Regions from separate parts of the Mus musculus genome. Here region 1 is linked to region 2. Evidence: chromatin contacts called from public promoter capture Hi-C data. All regions are on one chromosome and are shown on one strand. The core of a region is the stretch at or near the end of the contact, and the rest is flanking DNA. Distances in the headings are between cores, read along the strand shown. Region 1 holds the start of Tcerg1l (transcription elongation regulator 1-like). Region 2 holds the start of 6330420H09Rik (RIKEN cDNA 6330420H09 gene).

Region 1 (5,537 bases), core at 1,220-3,719, 2.5 Mb after region 2:
AAATTTGATGAGAAAATTGTCTCATTTCTAATCAAGAAATACCATGACCATTTATAAATTGCAAAGAAACTTGTGAAAATCGTATATATGGATCATCATAAAAATATCATTTCAGTCTCTTTGATTATAGGGAAAGAACTTCCAAGATAAGACCATGAGAGACTCAAAGGTACTTCCACAGTCCCTGGTTACACAGATACCTAGGTGAGCTAAGTAGGTCAGGAGGCAAGCCCTAAGGTCAGAAATCCTGGAGAGGGATTGGTGAGGAAAAAGCAGATGATGAGAGAGGAGAGAAAACAAAAGAGGGTGGGGAAGGAACCAGAAAGGTTTCAATGCATTCAGGACCTGTCAAAGGACTAACTTAAAAAAGAAAGGAAGGAAGGAAGGAAGGAAGGAAGGGAGGGAGGGAGGGAGGGAGGGAGGGAGGGAAGGAGGGAGGGAGGGAGGGAGAAGGGGAATGAAAAAAGAAAATGAAAAGATAAGGAGTTTCTGCCTTGGGCTGATGGGAAACCATGATGGGAGGGGCAAAGGCTGACTTTGGGGCCTTTTCTTTTGAATTCTCAGCCTCCAGTCATGGAGAGCACAGAGCTGTATCTCTGGCATCTCCTTCAGTGTGCTACTTTGCATCATTTCATTTGTCATTTTGAAACTATTTTAAGGAGTTAAGATTGTAACTTTTTGAAGGTTCGTTAAAACAGATTCTAGAGAAAAGAAAATTGGTGGAAGATCTCAGTGCAGAAAATAATACAGCCAGCACAGGAAGGGCACACAACCAAGTATGGGTCACCCACTAAACCACCCCAGTAATGCTGAGGTGGGGGAACACTCAGTGGCTACTGTTTCAAAGTCACATTTTTTGTTTGTTTGTTTGTTATATGTAAAAATAGCTTTCTGATTCTCCCTATCCTTATTTGGATAGTGAATAGCAGCAATATTCAAAAGACTAATGCTAAGATTTTTTTTCTGAAATTTTTTTTAAAAAAATTATTTATACAGGGTGTTTTTGGGGGATTTCTTGACATTATGTACCTCTAGTGGTAACACTCTGAAATGGCAACCCTCCTAAACATGGCAAAAGCTAGCAGAGCTTATCCAATAAAGCTGACTACTATGTGTATCACACATCAAGATAGGATGCCCAGTACAGCATGTATCTGCATCGTTAAGTCTAAGGAATAGCTTACGGGGAGTTTCATGACGTCTTGTAAAAAAAAGTCACAAGGTGGTACCGGGCTAAAATAATGAAAAGGTATATTGTGACAAAATGCTCATTTGAATGTGCTAATGGTATCCGTTTCGGCGTGAAATGCAAGCTATTCCTGCATTCAAACTCACTCGCACAGATAGTGAACGAGGAATTTGGCCGAAGCCAGGAGAAAGGTTGCACCACGACACCATCAATCAAAGGTGCAGTCACTTTTCTTTGCTGTTCCAGTCTCTGCATGCCAAACTCTTCTAAAGTAGGATCTGGCTTGAGGGAATTCAGAGGGCAGGAGAGGAATTCCCCACACAAGACGCTTTCATGGCAGGATTTCCAGGCTGCCTTCCGTGGCTGGAATTCTCTTAAGCACTGCCCTGAATCTATGTGAAGGAGTAGGGGGACCAGATCAGAATCAGAAATAGCTATTGATCTGCAGCTTGCTTTCAAGTCTGGTGGAGACTGTAAAAGTATTAACTTCGAGGCGATGGCAGCCACGGTTGTTGGCTGCAGCGCTCTGCTTGGAGGCAGCGACTTCAGGACCGCGTTCTGGACAGCGCCCGGCGCCGGGGAAAGTTGGGTCCAGGCTGTTTGGCTTCAGCCAGGGATGCGGGATCTAGGGCGGTCTAATGAGAGCCAGGGGAAAATATTGGGGAAAAAAAAAAAGACTGCCAAAGCAAAACCGGACGTCGAAGCATGAACTTTCTTGCCAATGTATGAATGCGCGGCTGCGTCCTGATGGTATGGAGAACCCAGGACAACCCAGGAACGGAGAAGAGCCAACCCGAGGGTCAGGGCAGCCCCAGGATAGGAAGGGACCCGCAATACCGAGCCTGGGTGGGATCAGGGCTGGAGCCGTTACCTGTCCGTGGAGCAGGGGATAATGGTGCACGGCGGCGTGGTCTGGCGCAGAGGACAGCGGCAGCAGGGGCAGCAGGGGCTCTCCCGGGGCTGGCCAGCCCGGCAGCCGCGGGAGCAACGGGGCGGAGGCAGGCTGCGCCGAGGCCAACAGCACCGGCGGGGGCGCGACCCCGGCGCCAAGCCGGAGCAGCCCGGCGGTGCCGGGGACCATCCAAACCCAGGGCGGTGGCGGTGGGTCTGCATTCATCGGCCACGGGAGAGGCTGCCGCCACCGGGGCTGCTGGGGCTGCTGTAGCTGCCGCCGCCGCCGCTGGAGCCTGGCGCCCGCCAGCATCCTACACCCCCGCGCGGGCGGCGGCGGGGGCGGCGGGCGCCCGAGGTGCGGGCCGGCGGCGGCGCGGGCTTCGGAGCGAACTCACTTGGTTGCGCGACGCGGCCGCTCGCTCCGCCCCTGGCCCGCTCTGGAGCCCCTCCTCCTGCCCGCGCCAGCCCCGGGCCTGGCGGGGCCCCAGTCCCCGCCCACAGATCCGGACCCCCGAGGCGGGGACACAGCGCGGCACGATGGGGTGCTCCCAACCCAGCCGGCTGATTTTTTTTCTACTGTGATCCCTAGCCCACTCCGTTGTCGCTACTGGTGGCCAATTGCTCTAGCTGACGGTGCGCACGGAGGGTCCAGGGGCTCCAGACCCCGCTTGCGATCCTAATGGCAAGCTGAAGCCGAGGTGGCTGCGCTGGAACCGGGCAGGTCCCGCCACTCGCGGAGCTGGCGGCCCCGGCGTGATCTACCTGATTTAAAGTGAGTCTAGGGCCCAGGGCCCAGAGGGAATACTAGACTGCAGACGTTGACGCCAGCTGAGTCCCGGACCCTTCTAGGCATGGGTCGATTTCTCTCTTGGATAAATATGCAAAATATTTTCCCAAGTCTCTAGAGGTTCACTGTGCCAGGAAACCCGAATTTTTAGTACTGGGTCTAAAGTCCTTTCTGGCTATCTGCTGGCTTCAGCGCCCTCCTTTGCCTCTGCTTTAACCCACAGACTCCCAACCTCTACCCTCTCTCTGATGCAAGGCACAACACAAGTGACTTCTTCTAGAGGGCTTGGCCTCGGTGAACTTGTTTTTAATCCCTCCGGGCACAGGACTGAGTTCCTTCATGCCTCGCCATAAGCTGCTGTGCCGCAAGAAGTGTCTGGGTCAAAGAATCTCTTGCTCCACTCGTTCCACGCGGAGCTTCCTTTCTCTAAGCCGGCGGAGCCAGGCTTCGCTCTGATCACAAGCAGTTTCCGCCAGGCGGCGCTGGTCCCAGCCCCTGTGCTGACCTAGCTTGCGCAGAACACTGGGTAGACTGGTCCAATGCCAGGTCTTCTCCATCAGATCCTCTGACATCAACTGGTAACGGCTTCCAGCCCCAGTCCAGTCCTAGACAGTTTGTGCCGGCGGCAGGGCACAGACTGTCACGTGCTAAAGAACCTGAAACCCTAGGCATCCAACTTCTGGTACCAAGCAGGAGCTTGCCAATGAAGCCTGCCTGACGGCGGGAAAGTGCAGTCCGCACAGCTACATCCAAAGACACACCTAGGTCAGGCACATACTCACCACCCTTCACCCCGTTCGCAGCCCCTCCTGGTAGAAATAGAAGCACCCACTTGGCTCCAATCAGTTTCTAGGTAGGGTTGCTTCCTCGTTTTCCTGGTTTGCCTACCTTTCTAACTTCCTCCTGACCTGTCACAATTTCTTTTTGTCTCAACATATGCTGATTTACATAGCTGGCACATCGCTACTTCTCTCCACCCAAACCACTTACAATTTGTGAGGTTTTCCCTTTCTTGGATGCCAAAGTACTGACAAGATTATTTCCCATGTAAAGCCCCAAAGCTTCGCAGATTGGAGCAGTGGTATCATCCACTGGAGGCTGCACTTCTGTATGTACACAGGTGATGTTATGTGGCCATCTTGCTCTCTAGGCTCCCACTCAAACTGGGATGTTGTGCCAGTTGCTAGGTAGACTAATTCCCCCCATCCCCCCTCGAGAGCTTGCGCGTGCAAAGCTGTATTCTTAGAGAAGTAGAACAGGGTCCATTCATTCCTTCATGGTGTGACCTGGGGGCATAGAAGATTCCCAGTGGCCTTGTCTGGGTTGTGTGTACTCTCAGCAAAGCAAAGTTTTAGGCCTGCAGCACCTCTAGCTCCTGGAGTGAAGGAAGGGAGTCACCCCAAATCTGTGGGTACTTACCATCCTGGGGGGCTTCTACACCGGTTCTCACTCAAGGCCTCTGCTAGGCAACTTGGCTAAAGGTTAAGTTCCTGTCTGGGCTGGTGTTCAAAGGCCTTGACACCTTGGGCACTTCCTGACTCAAAAGAGAGAGCAGGCTCAAAGAGCCTCCAATGGTCACACTCCTCTTTTTCTGTCAACTGTCAGAGGCTCAACACTATCCAAGGATCTCAATATTGGAGTCACTTTTCTACATCATGCTCTGTGCTGGAGTCTGAGTAACAGAAAAAAGGAAAAAAAAAAAAAACAGCTCCCACTAGTTAATTGCTATGAGGAGGCTCAAGGGAGTTTAAATCCTCCTTCAGGTTCTCATTTCATCGACTCCCCAGCCTTTGCCTCAGCCCCCATATAATCCAGGAACAACTTTATACCCTGGAGGATGTGAGTTCTCCTCTTGGGCACCTGGGCTTCCTGGTTATTTAAGAGGATTCTCCATGATCACTCCTGTGAAGATTACTTGTGTGTCATGAGGATGGCTTAAGGGTCAAAGAGATAAGAACTATAAGGGTGGTACAGGCGGATACTACCATCAAGTCAGGCAGCATTAGCTGAAGGTCAGAAGCCAGCAGACCAGCCCTCTTTGATCTTAAGCTACCCACTTAGGAGATGTGGGGTGCAGTGGACTTATCTGTATCTGCTTACTGGTCAGCACTTTAGGGGATTTGCCTACGTGGGGCAGAAAATGGCACCTCATTAAATGCATGTGTGCTATGCATCTTCCAACAAAAGTCAGTGGGGAGTTTGCTTTATAGAGGGTTTATGTCCAACTATCCTGACAGCCAAAAGCTGTCCTTTATATTTAGACCAAACCAACAATCATTTCAGTGAAGGTGAAACAGAACACTGTGTAAGCGGGCCATCCACAGAAGGAGGAAAACAGGCTAATTATCCTCGGATACTAATGAGTTCTGAGTTGTGTATCATCTTTCAGGGAGAAATAATAGAGGATGCTAGGGAGAGGCTGATGGAATGAGATATCGCAACCTGGAGAAGGTAGTCTTTTATTTTGTTTTCCTAAGTAAGATTGGAATGATTTTTTTTAAAGGAAAGTGCAAATGCCCCCATGCAGCCTGCAAAGTTAAAATGCTGTCAGGGGAAGCCGGGGGAGGTTCAGAGCCCAGGCTTCCCTCCACAGTTCCCTGCCCACCTGCAAGCTGCCTCTCCAAGGACCCCATCAGGTCCTCTGCTGCTGGAAACCCATCGTGGTGA
Region 2 (4,866 bases), core at 2,132-4,631:
CAGGGCAATGCAAAGCATTTCTTGAGTCTTCCTGCATAATCATCACTCATACCGAGTCTAGTGCTGAACATTCTCAAAGCTTTTCAAGGAACTTCGACCTTCACCAGCCTCTCCTATGTTATTGGCCAACTGAGTGACAATTTTATAAACAACGCCAACATATTTAAGTGTTCTCAGTCTTTGCCATGAAGGGAGTGTGATCCTAAGAGAAGGGGGGGGGGGATGACTCAGAGGCAGGGACTCTGGAGGCACCTGCCAGCTCGTCTTTTTATGTTTGAGGAATGCCCATCAGTGGCCGCATTTGAGGCATCCTCACATTAGGCAGGAGGTATCCTGAGACTATTTTTTTATACAGTAAAGGTTTGTGGGTACTCCTGACAGAAGTATATCAAGCCATCCCATCGTCTTGGAGGAAATTTGTGCCTAGAAAGGGAAACAGACACAATTACTAACCTTAAGGAAGAATTTAGTATTCTCATATTAGACCTTTCAAGATCTGTACTAAAACTTTCTTGGGATCTCCAAAAGTAATATTTTCATTTTAGCTCACATTAAAAAAATATCAGTGCTGGGGAGATGGCTCTGTGAGTAAAGTGCTTAATGTACAGGTTTGGGTTCTTATCCCAGCATCTGTGTGAAAGCGAGGTTTAAAGGTAGTGGTGGTGGTGGTGGTAGTGGTGGTGGTGGTGGTGGTGGTGATGGTGGTGGTGATGGTGTGTGTGTGTGTGTATGTGTGTGTGTGTATGCAGATGTGTGTGAGTGTGCAGGAATATGTGTGCAGGTCTGTGTGAATGTGTGTGTGTATGTGTGAGTATGTGAGAGTATGTGTGAGTAGGTAAGCATGTGTGTATGTGTGAGTGTGTATGTATGTATATGTGTGTGAGTATGTATGTGAGTGTGTGTGCATGTGTGTATGTGTATCTGTATATCAGAGAGAGAGAGAGAGAGAGAGAGAGAGAGAGAGTAAAAAAGAGGGCCAGTAGAGGAAGCCAAACTCTTTATGACAATCCATTCCTATTCAGTCTTGAGAGAACTAACCCTATCTCTGGAGAGGATCATTAATCCATCATGAGGGAAGGCTCCTCAATTCATGAACCCAAATGAGTTTTAAAGACTCCATTGCCTCATGCTCTCACACTGGGGAATTAAGCCTCCATGTGAATTTTGGCAGGGACAAACCATATCCTGACCACAGCACATGGCTTCGTTTATCTAACCCTAACTTCATTTTTTGGGGGGACCCAAGAAGAAGGTAAGATGCAGGAGACAGGGAGTCACTGGGGTCCCAAGGAGGCATCTATAGAAGAGACCTTTTATTTAGGGGCATAGTAGACATTTACTAAAAAGGAGGGTCATACTGACACAAAACTTCTTCCTAAACATGTGTGTGTGTGTGTGTTCAAGAATGAAAGCTCATTTTTACCCAGTACCCATAAGGCTATTCAAACTCACCCTGCAACAAGCATCAGGCTCTCCTGGGTATCAGGTCCTGTGGTCACAGAGATGCCAGAGTGCATTCAAAGACTAGGGAAAGAGAAGGGCAAGTGCTTACTTGCTTGCAGAGACTCACACAGATTTTATCGAGCTGGGTTCTAATCTGTAGGATATGTGTAGCCTTGGTCTCTGTGGTCCCTCTTCCCTGATCCCAATGGGCCTGGCAGCTGTGTACATTCTGAGCTGTACCTGGTTCTCACACAAGCCTGGAATGACACATTCCTCCACACGGGATGGGACACCCACAGAGAAGCCTTTTAAATCCCCTGCTGTGACACAAAAGCAACAAAAGAAAAGAAAAGAAAAGGGAGACCAGCCTTAAAGGTCTCTCCCCCATTCTGCAGGTCCTTAGTGGCTGAGTCTTTGACATTTTCCTACAAGCAAAACTTATGACCACAGTGAAGGTCTCCTCCCTTTCCAGACTCAAGCTTCCATCTGAAGAATTTCTCAGCTCATGCTGGGTTTTCTGGCTGAACTAAGAGCTGCCTGAGACATCGTGGGTTTAGTCACTGCCACCCGTTCTAGCCTCCATGAAGACACCAAGGTCATGGGCCAGGTCTCCTCTGGGCTGGCTGAAGACCACAGGGGACAGAGACGAGCCACATTAATGAATGCCCATTACACACTGCTCAGGGGAGTTTGGGTATCAGAACAGGTTATTAACCAATTTCTGAGCTATGAGACTTCATTTTTGGTGTTAAGACAGAAAATACAAAATATTGCCCAACTGCAACAGGCTTGCACATGCAGTTAAAATGATAACTTCTAAGAGATATAAAGGTTTTGCACACAGAGTTTGTACCTGGGATCCATTTGAGCAAATATAGGTAAGGACATTCTTAAGAGGAAGGTTTGCTCTGCCTTGCCAGTTTCAGCATCTTTTGGAATGGGGCTTTCAAATTGAGTCAGTATAGACCTGGCCTCTGGCCACGCGGGTGGAATTGTGGGAAATAAGATCCCTGGAGAAAGGCCTGTCTGAGTTCATTTCTGGACACTACAACCAAGGTCTTTAGAATAGCAAGGGGGTCTTTCACAGTTAAGGGGAGACTCCCTCTTGCACAGGCCTGGGCCTCCACAAGGGAGCATGGTTACTCTCTCTCATGTGGGGTTTCAAGCAGGAACCATGCCCCACACCTCAAAGGCTGGACCAGCATGTGGACCCTAGGTGTCACAGGCATTGGGAATTCATGATGGCTGTATTTTTGAAGCAAGTTGCATCCGAGAGTCCTATGATCAGCAAACTGTCCTTGCCCCTCCCTCTTCAAGTAGACCCCAGCAGGGACAGCCCCGGGTCCTGCTAGCTTGCACCAAACTATGCCTGCCTCTGTGATCACCACCCGGGCTGCCAGGGCGCCTTTCCATCGGTTAATTAGAAGCCAAGTCGGTGGAGCCCCCCGCCCGCCGCCGCCCGCTCTGCCCGCCAGGGGCGCCCTCCCCGCTGCCCGCCGGCCCTTTGATCGCCCGCGGCCCGAGGCCCGCAGCTCGCAGCCCACACTGTGGCGGGCAGGTGGCGGCAGCGGGGCGCGGCGAGCTCAGGCGCACCGGTCCCCGGGCCGCGGCGCGCTCCCCGCCACGCCACACATCAAGGCCCGGCCGGCCGGCGGGCGCCTTCATTAGCAGCCTGAAATTATAATATTATGTTAAAGAACAAAGCTGCTCCCCAGAAAAATATGTGCTGCATATCTGACAAAGATAAATTGGATTATTCAAAATATTCTTGATGAAATGTTACATTTTGCAACTAATTATCAATCTGTTTTATCTGTAGACCAGCTGGGCATTTTTGTGCATGCAAGACCGGCCTCCGCAATGATCTTAAGATGTCACTGCGGCGTTTACATCTTTTATTTCAAGGTTTAAATAACTGGGAAGTAGCTAATGTAATTCACTGCTGAGAAGAAAGGCAAGCTTCTTGATTCCTTTCCAAAGCCATCTCTTCCTAATGAACTTCTTTGGACTGTGAGTAATGAGGCTTTATTCAAATAATGTTTAAGGAAGGCTCTGTCAGTGTAATCTTGGGGAAAAAAAGGAGGGGGGCAATGTTTAATACATTTAAAACATCTCTATTCATAGCGTATTAGCCCCCACCAGCCCACAACAGCACTTACCGGTGAAGACACTTGCTCTTGCCCGTGGGAGCTTCAACTTGCAGGCAGGTTTGCCCTCTTCTGCTGCACAAAGTGAAGACCACAGCCAGATCTTCTAGTACCGAGGGGCCTGAGAAACAGATGCGGCATTCTACATTTGTCCCTCCACCCCTAATTTTTTTCTATCTGGTTTTATCTTGGGGATTGTGCCGATATAGTTTAATTGAGTTGTGGGCATTCCCCCCGCCCCCCTCTGGTTTGAGACGGCAGTTGATTCTAGGTTGTTCACGTTTTCCTTGGATATTGGTAGCTAGAAAAGGCACTTGGTCTGCTTGTATGGGGACCGCAGTCACTCCCTACCTTCCAGGTAGCAAATGTATTTTGAGTGACCTTGTGTGACTGTGGACTCGCTCTCTCGCACAGATGTACTTTCTGACCCACCTGGCCTTTCAGTTGTAACTCAGAGACTAACGGAATCTTCCTGATTGGTGCTTTAGACTTTGGGTGTTTTTGTTTTTTGTTTTTTTGTTTGTTTGCTTGTTTTTTGTTTTCCGGGTTTTTGTATGTTTTGTTTTGTTTTTTCAGCTTTCTTTTGGCCAAGCTCCACGGAGAAGGCAAGGCTTCCCACTGTATGGATGAGGAACCGGAAGCCAAAGAAAGGGGATGCTGGGCTGTGCTCAGTGATACCCCGAGGATACCCAAGGGGCCTCAAAGGAGACACAGCCGGCACTGACACATGTTCTGAGCGCCCCACTTAGCAAAGGATGAAAGATGGAGTTGTAACCGCTGGGAGAAACATGTGGGGGACCTGTCACTGTGTGGATTTCCCTTCTCAGCTGAAAGGTCTTCAAAGTGCCTGTGAGGAGCATGCCAAGGAAAATCAACAGCCATTCTCCCACCGAAATGACAGAGCAGGCATCCTTCTTGCTCTCCTAATTGATATCATTGTGACTGCTTTTCCATAAAATTATCCCCAGACAGGTTCTCAGAGCTGTCACCAAGCCATTTGAAATTTTGCATGAAGCACGTCTCTGTATGTGTTGCCTCTCTGCATGACTTCTTTCTTTTCCTTCTTTGGGCCTGGCTTTTACAAAATGTCTTTTGTACTCTTCACAGAAGAGAATAACTTCTGACCTCACTGTCTGCCTGGGTCTGATCCCTGGGCATTTCATTTGGCAATCCCAGGGTAACAGTCGAATGATAAGATGTAAAGGTTTTAAGAAATGAGTCTTGGACTTCCCTGAGTCCAGTGAGAAAGGGATTTTTCTTTGTTTTAAAGTACTCT

What was found. Promoter capture Hi-C pulls out the DNA fragments that hold promoters and counts their contacts.
Region 1: a promoter capture Hi-C map of hippocampal neurons shows a contact between it and region 2, with 11 times the contacts expected there. The contact joins the promoter of Tcerg1l here to the promoter of 6330420H09Rik in region 2. A contact is called at or near these places in 3 of 39 promoter capture datasets (hippocampal neurons, liver and pre-B cells).

The regions. Positions count from the first base shown.
Region 1 is chr7:138,395,261-138,400,797 of GRCm38.p6, forward strand. Tcerg1l (transcription elongation regulator 1-like) reads right to left here and starts at 2,470. Exons shown (of 12, transcript NM_183289.3): 1 at 2,061-2,470. The coding sequence starts at 2,393.
Region 2 is chr7:135,850,738-135,855,603 of GRCm38.p6, forward strand. It overlaps 6330420H09Rik (RIKEN cDNA 6330420H09 gene), which reads left to right and starts at 3,382. Exons shown (of 2, transcript NR_166518.1): 1 at 3,382-3,453; 2 at 4,167-4,866.